2 separate regions of the Sus scrofa genome follow, and region 2 is linked to region 1. Evidence: chromatin contacts called from public Hi-C data. All regions are on one chromosome and are shown on one strand. The core of a region is the stretch at or near the end of the contact, and the rest is flanking DNA. Distances in the headings are between cores, read along the strand shown.

What was found. A called contact is a pair of places that touch in the nucleus more often than the background predicts.
Region 2: a contact with region 1 is called in a Hi-C map of embryonic fibroblasts, with 2.9 times the contacts expected there. The contact joins the promoter of LOC110255652 here to the enhancer-like site in region 1. A contact is called at or near these places in 1 of 5 promoter capture datasets (fetal skeletal muscle), 7 of 47 Hi-C or Micro-C datasets (brain, embryonic fibroblasts, fetal skeletal muscle and 2 more) and 2 of 2 datasets of contacts at active chromatin or transcription factors (alveolar macrophages and skeletal muscle).

Annotation. Positions count from the first base shown.
Region 1 is chr10:21,620,372-21,624,615 of Sscrofa11.1, reverse strand. No RefSeq gene overlaps it. Among named protein-coding and RNA genes, the nearest start is that of MIR181B-1, 74 kb to the left of the region's middle. Within about 2 kb of position 2,910, at least 21 of the 83 cell types and tissues checked have an H3K27ac peak or open chromatin away from gene starts, as enhancers often do. A contact at or near this core is called in alveolar macrophages, embryonic fibroblasts and skeletal muscle, where this site is marked.
Region 2 is chr10:21,777,370-21,781,620 of Sscrofa11.1, reverse strand. It overlaps LOC110255652, which reads left to right and starts at 2,791. Exons shown (of 5, transcript XR_002336251.1): 1 at 2,791-3,718.

The DNA.
Region 1 (4,244 bases), core at 1,661-4,160:
AAGGTCAGACACTTAGTTTGGCATTGTCCAAGCAGATCCTACCACACCAGGCCTACTGGATTCCCAAGTCCAGGGCTCTTTGACATAAGCGGTGCCATCAGAGGGTAATTCCATTTTGCATTAGCTTTTTTAAGGAAAATTTTTACTGTTTTTCCCTAGTGGTTGTACCAGGTTACACCCCCCTCCCCACAGTGTAGGAGGGTTCTCTTTTCCCCACACCCTCTCCAGGTTTTGTTATGTGTAGACTTGTTAATGAGGGCCATTCTGACCCTTGTGAGGTGATATTGTGGTTTTGATTTGCATTTCTCTAATAATAGAGATGTTGAGCTACTTCTCATGTGCCTTTAGGGCATCTGTAGGTCTTCTTTGGAGAAATGGCTAACTTAGGTCTTCTGCCATTTTTTTATTTTTTCTTTCTTTTTTTTTTTTTTTTTTGTTCTTGGTTGTATGAGCTTTTTGTAGATTTTAGAAATGAATCCCTTGTTGGTTGCTTCATTTGAAAATATTTTCTCCCATTTGGTAAAGAATCTGAAAAAGAATAATATGGTGTTATATGTATAAGAGTGTATATATATTTATATATATATCTGAATCACTATGCTGTGTGCTTGAAATTAACATAATACTGTAAATCAATGATCCTTCACAGAAATAAATGAAAACATAAGTAAATAAATAAACTGTGTCAGCAGCAGCCTCCTTTGTTTGTCAACCATCTGAGGAGAACACACGACGTGAGGGGCTCTTCAAGCCTGAACCTAGAAAAGATGGCATAGGTGAAAAGCAAAAGACTTGCAGCCCAGCGAATGGTAAACCCGTCCACACTCAGAATCCCTGCTCTGCTGTCCTTGAGCCCTTCACCTTGACCTCAGCGGCATCTCCCAGCTGCAAGGAAGCTTGGTCCTCCTGGGGAGACTTAATGGGATCATTGCTACATTTGACTTACTTGGATACGTTGGTAACATCTCAGGATTTGGGGTGTAAGAGTTTTTTTGGAAAAAGTCTGCAGCTAGGGTTCGTTTGCATACGTGTGTTTTTTGCGTGTGTGTGTTTTCCTTAGGGTTCACCAAGCTCTCGCAGTCATGAGGCCCTTGAGACGGATGACCACACTGTAGAGTGCTGGGAGCAGAAAGTGCTAGTGGGTTCCAAGTTCCCTTTTCGTTTTTCTACAACAGTAGAATCCGTGCATGAAGCAGGGTTCCTCAGAGAAACAGAACTGATAGGAAATAGAGAGAGAGGTAAGAAGGGAAGGGTTTTGGGACTTGCTCCACAAGGTGGTGGAGGCCAAGACACTCCTCCCCACCGCATCTGTAGGCTGGAGACCCAGGGGAGATGCTGGTGTGATTGAGTCTGAGAACCAGGGGTCTTGGTACCCAAGGGAAGGAAAAGGTGGACAGCCCAGCCCAAGAAGAGAGAGCGGGTTCATCCTACCTTTACTTTCTGCTCCGTCTGGGCTCTCCAGGCCCTGGGTGAGGCCACCCACCTTGGTGAGGGGCTATTTCTTCACCCGGTCCACTGCATCACATGCCCATCTTTTGCAGAAACATCCTTACAGACACACTCCCAGAAATAATGCTTTACCAGCTGTCTGGGTATCATTTAGCCTGGTCAAGTTGACACATAAAATTAACCATCACAATCTCTGATTTTTATTTTGTTTTTCTTTTGCTTTTTGCTTTTTAGGGCTGCACCCATGGCATATGAAGGTTCCCAGGCTAGGAGTCGAATCGGAGCTGCAGCTGCCAGCCTACGCCACAGCCACAGCGACGTGAGATCCGAGCCGCGTCTGCAACCTCCACCACAGCTCATGGCACCATCAGAGCCTTAACCCACTGAGCAAGGCCAGAGATGGAACCCGCATCCTCAGAGATACTAGTCAGATTTGTTTCCTTTGAGCCACGATGTGAATTCCACAGTCTCTGATTTTTATATGGACACAAAAGAACAGCCACACACCCCAGCCTCCCCAGCGCTAAGTGTGGCCGCATAGCTGAGTTCAGCCACCAGCACTCAAGTGGAGGTGATAAAATGGGGGTTGACAATGGGTGCTCCCTCTGTGTTCAGCCATGAAAAGGTAATGGCAAACCCTTTCCACTTCCAAGGAGAATATTGCTAGAATAGCACTGAGGTTGACAAATCTCATTCTAGGTGATTTCAATACATCCATAAAGAATAGGAGTTCCTGTCGTGGCGCAGCAGAAACAAATCCAACTAGGAACCATGAGGTTGCGGGTTCGATCCCTGACCTTGCTCAGTGGGTTAATGATCTGGCGTTGCCATGAGCTGTGGTGTAGGTTGCAGATGTGGCTCGGATCCTGCGTTGCTGTGGCTCTGGCAGAGGCCGGTGGCTACAGCTCCGATTCGACCCCTAGCCTGGGAACTCCATATGTCGCAGCAGCAACCCTAGAAAAGGCACAAAGACAAAAAAAAAAAAAAAAAAAGAATAAATGCAAAAGATGGCTGTTTTTATAAATGCTAATGTGTCCTCAGGTGCATTCTGTAATCCTTCTGAGTTGGTTTTTCCTCAATGGAAATTGGAGGCGCTAAGAGTTGCCTTGAAGACCATGACATATATTAGAGGGGCTGTGTACCATGTGCCAATCCCAGTGCCCTTGTTATTGGCGACAGCAAGCTGATCCTGGGTGTGGGAACAGGAGCACAGGAGGGAGAACGGGATGGGGACCGTGGCAAGGCGACCAAGGGGGATGGGCATCGTGAGAGGCGGTGGCCAGCCGGGCCAGGCTTTCCTCTCCTTTGTGAGACCACTGCGGGGGTTTCCTTAGTGAACAGACAGGACTCTGTGGTTAGCCCTGGAACGCTTTGTCCTCAGTGCACAGGAAGAGTGACTCAGTCTCCAGCCTCAAAGGATGGAGAGGCTGAGTCTGGTTTGGAACTTCCTCCCTCCACTCAGCCTTGGTCTGGGAACCAGAAGAATAGAGCTGAGTGTTGGGATGATTCAGAGATCAGGGGGCCCAGTGGAGGCAGGCGGCGGGGAGGGAGGGAGGCACAGAGGATGAGAGTGAGGCCCAAATTGCTGGCAACAGCAATTTTTATCAGGGGTGGTTTGAGCCCCGTTTTAATAGCCAATGGACCTAAGCTTGAATCTCAGGTCTACGCAGTAGCCACTGTTATTGGTACTAATTTCCACCTTTTTTTGGCGGGGGGTGGCATACCTGTGGCATATGGAAGTTCCTGGGTCAGGGATCAAACCTGTGCCATAGCAGTGACAAACCGGATCTTCCACCCACTGCATCACAAGAGAACTCCAATTTCCACATCTTTAAAGGGGTAATAACTACCTTTTGAGGGCTGTTAATAACAGCCATCATCAACTGAGTACTTATTATGCGTCCATCACTCTCGTAACTTTTTTTCACATTCTCTTGCGTCATCTTCCCAACACCCCTTGGGAGGTAAGACCTCTTGTGATTTCCAGGTTGGAGATGAGAAGCCGGGGGCTTGGAGAGGGCAGCAAACAGGCCCACCCTCAAACTCAGCTGCTGGCTTGGCTTTCTGCTTGGGAGGAAATGAGACAACCTAGCATGCTTAGCCCAAGCCTGGGGTTATTGGCTTGATGAGAGTCATTTTAAACCATCATCCCCATTTTAGCAATGAAAACCTGAATGGAAGAACAGCAAAGGAACCTGCCCCCAATTGTACAACGGGTGTTGGGCACACCAAGTGCAGACTTTCAGCTCTGAAGGCTTTTCCTACTCCCTCACACTGCCTTTGCAGCAAAAGGGCAGGGAGCTGTTTGAAAGCAGACACCTCACCCAAGATGGAGCAGCAGGTTCCCCCAGCTCCTGGGGCCCAAGCAAATGCCCTGGCTCTTGAGGACACGGACTCATGCCTCTGAGAAAGGATGTTTTCGTTGTTGGATGCATCTTAAAACAGCAGCCAGGAGCAGCCTCTGTCCCTGCCCCCAACCCCTCCTTTCCAGGGATCTGAGCTGCCCAGAGCACTGGAGTCACATGGTCTCTTGCTCACTTCTGTTTATGGAGTTTCTCAGCCAAGAGGAAAACCATTAGGTGTCAAATTGCAAGTTGAAAGCATCCAAGAAGCTGCCTATTCCAGCACGAGTTCCTGCCAAAGAGCCTTAAATAAACTCGGTGGAGGGAAGATGTCTAAACCTATTCTGTGTGCAGTATATTTAGTTTGTTAGAGGAATATTGTAGAAGTTGATTGCACCTCACTAATTGGTTCAGTTTCTAAAAGCAGAGGAAAATAATGGGCTCCCCCCCCCC
Region 2 (4,251 bases), core at 1,542-4,041, 160 kb before region 1:
CATTCTGGATGGTGAAGGCAAGAATGAATGGGCCAAGAACTTTCCTGCAGCGTTCGGTGATGAGGCAAATTTGGACACTCTGAGTTCATAGTAGCCCCTTTTTTCGACATTAGACTTCTTTTGCAGCTCTTGGAAGCCCAGAAGAGCCTAGAGGAGAGAATCCGTTGGATTAATTTTCTCTGGTGGATGGATGGGGTGTCAGAAGGAAAACAGGGCAGGAAAGTTGGGAATATTGCCCAGATGCTGTCTGATGTCCTAAACCATGAGCTGTCACAGGCAAGAAGCATGGACGGAAAGGGCATGAAAAGGAGAAGGTAGTGATGGAGACGCAAACGAACTGGAGGGATCAGAAGGAAGGAACAGGAGGCACAGGACTGAGTTGGAAGGGTTGACGGTGGTAGTTCCTGAGCATGTGGGTGCATTTTCCAATCTCCAGGGTGAACTGTCCTAGCCTGTGCAGTGCAGGCGTGGGTGACAGTGGTGGGAGTGGAGGCGGCCGTCACCGGGATGGGGGAGGTCAGTGAACCGAGATAGTACAGGGTTGGGCATCCATCCTTGTGAACACGGGACCAAACCAAGGTGCTGGTGATAAAGAGGAAATCTGAGAACCGGAAGCCTGGTCCCCCGTGAATGAGAAGGACAGAAAAGGTTGATAGATGGCAGCCAACAGGAGTTAAGTAAACACGTGGCAACGCTGGGAACTTCGGCGCAGTCAGGGCCATTGTTCTACATGATTAATCTGGACCAATATTGGGGACAGTCCATGGTCTCCAAGTAATTTCCCCACTTGTCCTCCAGTGTCTGACTCCTTTACTTTAACTTCATTTTAAAAGGTGGTTGTTTTTCACACATTATCGTCCCAGAGTTATTTCGTAGCTGATGGCTGCTCATGAATTGATCATTGGGAGACAAAAGAAAGAAAAAATACCAGCACATGTGTATCTCATCTTTGCTGTGATGGGCATTAGGAGGGCTTAAAAAATAGTGAGATATAACCCCGTCCTTGGAATCTTTTCAATAGAGTGGAGAAACTTGATATTGTCACCTGGGTGCTGTATGAGAAGGTGGACTTAGAAAAGTTCTGGATGACAGGAAGGAAAGGCAAGGTAGGGAAAACTCAGAGCCACTCAATGAAAGAACAAGGTCAAAAATAAGATGATTGTCTAATTCTGCCTACCCACCTGTAGGTAGCCCGGCCTAGCTGCCATGAGTGACAGGGAGCACAGGTAAGGATGCTGACACTCCTCAAGTTGACAAACAGACCCCACAAGGATAGGCAGTGTGAGTGGATGTTTCCTTTAATTTCTGTGGTTGCAGGGAGGACACATCCAGGAAAGTCCATAAGGTTCTTGATATTCTTAATATGAGGAACTTTTGACACTATTTAGGAAAGGATCCAGGATTTGACTTACCCCAGGGTTCGATGTATTTCAAGCTCCAGACCAGCCATGAAACACCTCAAGGCCCAGACCGATGTGCTGGGAAAGTTTGTTCCTTTGATAAATGTGGATGCTTCTCTGGTTGAATGACCACACAAGGCTCTTTCAGGGGGTCCAGACTCAAATATAGTCTACTGCCCTTCTAAGACCAATTTACCGTCCCGTGTGGGTCACTTAATGGTATGATGTGGGTCTGAACCAAACACACTTATGTGACTACAGCAGATATTCTGCATCCACTGAGTGAAATTTGAATATTTCACATAATGCCATATGTGTGAAATAGTCAAATGTGTTGCATCAGAAAGGGGAAAAAAAAAAAAAAAACTTCAGCAGCACCATAATGAAAATCTGTGCAGTGTGTAAAGTGGAGGAGCGTTGGTTTGAATCAAGGGCCATCAACTACCAACTTTGTGGAACGGAGTATCTGCCTCCTTTCCTCTGCTCTGCCTCGGAGATGACCAGAGCTAACCCAAGGATAACTGAAAGGACTGGACAGGATGGGATGGGATGTGCTTGGCGCATCCCCTGGCGGATACAATAGCCAGGTGCCTGCAAGGGAGCACCACTGTCCTCCTGGGAAAAAAAGTCGACAGAAATATCAGAGGTGGGTGTGCACATCAAGCAGGACCGTGATGGTAAAAGCAACTGAGTCCGGTTTTGTCCCCAGGAAATGAAAGTAATGAAACTTAGCCTACGAGTTGTCACATGTTAAACAATTTCATGAAACAGAGTGACGGGCTCTTAGGAGGTTTGCAAGGAAAAGCAAACAAGTCCTACTCCCTCGGGTGTTTCCTTCATTTCTTTTACACATCTGGATCCTGGATCAGGGTAAATGGATCAAGAGGTATTGCCCATCAGAGGCCTCCTCCCTCACCTTTAGCCACCGTTTCATGGGGAATACGGGATGCGATGGTGTCTAAGGGTCTGAGGTTCCCTTAGGGGACTTGCACCTCTAAATCCTCACAAATGCACTGGAGACTTTTAGCAACCAGGTGACTTAAACAATGCTGTGACAACTGAAAAGTGCCTTTTGGCTGCCCTTTTTATGGTCATTTTTCATTATTAAAAGAGGGAAATTAAAGAACAATTGGGGGGTGTTCCCATCATGGCACAGCAGAAATGAATCCCATTAGGAACCATGAGGTTACGGGTTTGATCTCTGGCCTTGCTCAGTGGGTTAAGGATCTGGCTTTGCCATGAGCTGTGGTGTAGGTCGCAGACGCGGCTCAGATCCCAGTTGCTGTGGCTGTGGTGGAGGCTGGCAGCTACAGCTCCGATTAGACCCCTAGCCTGGGAACCTCCATATGCTTGGGTGCGGCCCTAAAATGACCAAAAAGAAAAAAAAAAAAAAAAGAACAATATGGAAAGTATACTTCCTCTTCTGCCCTGCTTAACTGAAGCTTTTTTGATAGTGTTGCCTTTTAACCTTTTCCAGGGTTATTCTCCCCGCTATGTAGGAGCTACTCAGAAAAGTTAATTCTGTTTCTGGGTATCTCTAATGTACAACGTCGACTGTTTAGAATGGCAATTAGGCTTCTTTCCACATCAAAATAAAATCTGAACATTCATCATTGAAGAAAAATTGATTTTGTGCTTCCAAACATGACCGAGTTCGGCAAAGGGATAAGAGGATAATTTACTTTCTGTCACCTCCAAAGTTAACTGAGGAAACACACACACACACACACACACACACACACACACACATTTCCCTGACAGGCAGACAGGCAAATCACAGACAAAACTGCAGGGCAGGGGGATAAAAAGGGAAAAAAAAAAAATCTTGAAAAAGCTGAGCTCTTCCAGTCCCCTCCCACCAGGCTCCGTGAAGGATGACTTCAGTCCGTCTCCTAACTAATTCTGTCACTGTAAAATCCTACAGTCATTCTTCCACACATAAAGGACAAATAAGCTGGAGAGGAGGACCCAAGTGCTTTCATTTTTAACTCTTCACCAATGGAGGAGAAGGCAGAATGCCTAAGCTGTGTCTCAGTGGCCAATAGGATAGCTGTGTATCTCCCACGTGACTCACTGCCCCTGTCTTTCACATGGGCTGTAATTTAGTTCAATTCAGAACTGCAGATAGTACGGCTTTCACAGGAGCAAGGAATGCCTGGGCACAAGTGCCTGAGTTCCGAGGGACTTTGGGAAAACACTTTGCTCTCTCCCTCCTTCCTGGAATCAGGGATTCTGCACCTGCATCAGAGACCGTCCAGCCAGAGCCGCTGCTGTGCCTCCAGGGACCAGGAACGAGCACAAATAAGCGTTTTGAAATTGTAAGTATACATTTCTTTCCATCCAGGGTACTGGTTCCAATAGTTTTATGTCATAAGCATCCAATATGTGAAGATGTGGTTTTTTTGGTGCTCCTCTTTTATGTGTGTACAGAAGGGTGTTCAGCTGGCAGGAAAAGGTTTCCAAAACAATTGTTGCATGCTTGATTTGGTTAAAGATAAAGAATGAAAAATAAAAGTCAGGCATTCCAAGAGGAGCTGCAGGAGGCTGCACCTTGGAACAGTGCTCCGGCACGCTGCTTTGTTCGGAAGAAAAAAATGAAGGCACACACATATGTACTTACTTCACTTCTTTTCGCTCTTGAGTCTAATCAGATTCGATCCGTTCCCAAGAAAAATAAAAGGCAAACTTTGCTGACTCCACTGACAAGGACACCAGCCACTCTCCAGACATCTGACAGTTATTATAATTAGCTATGAAAGACGGCTAAGACACTTGGGGCAAGGAGCTCTTAAATTCTGAACAATGGCTTCAAGCCAGGGCTTTCTTTTTATTTATTTTTTCAACCACCACT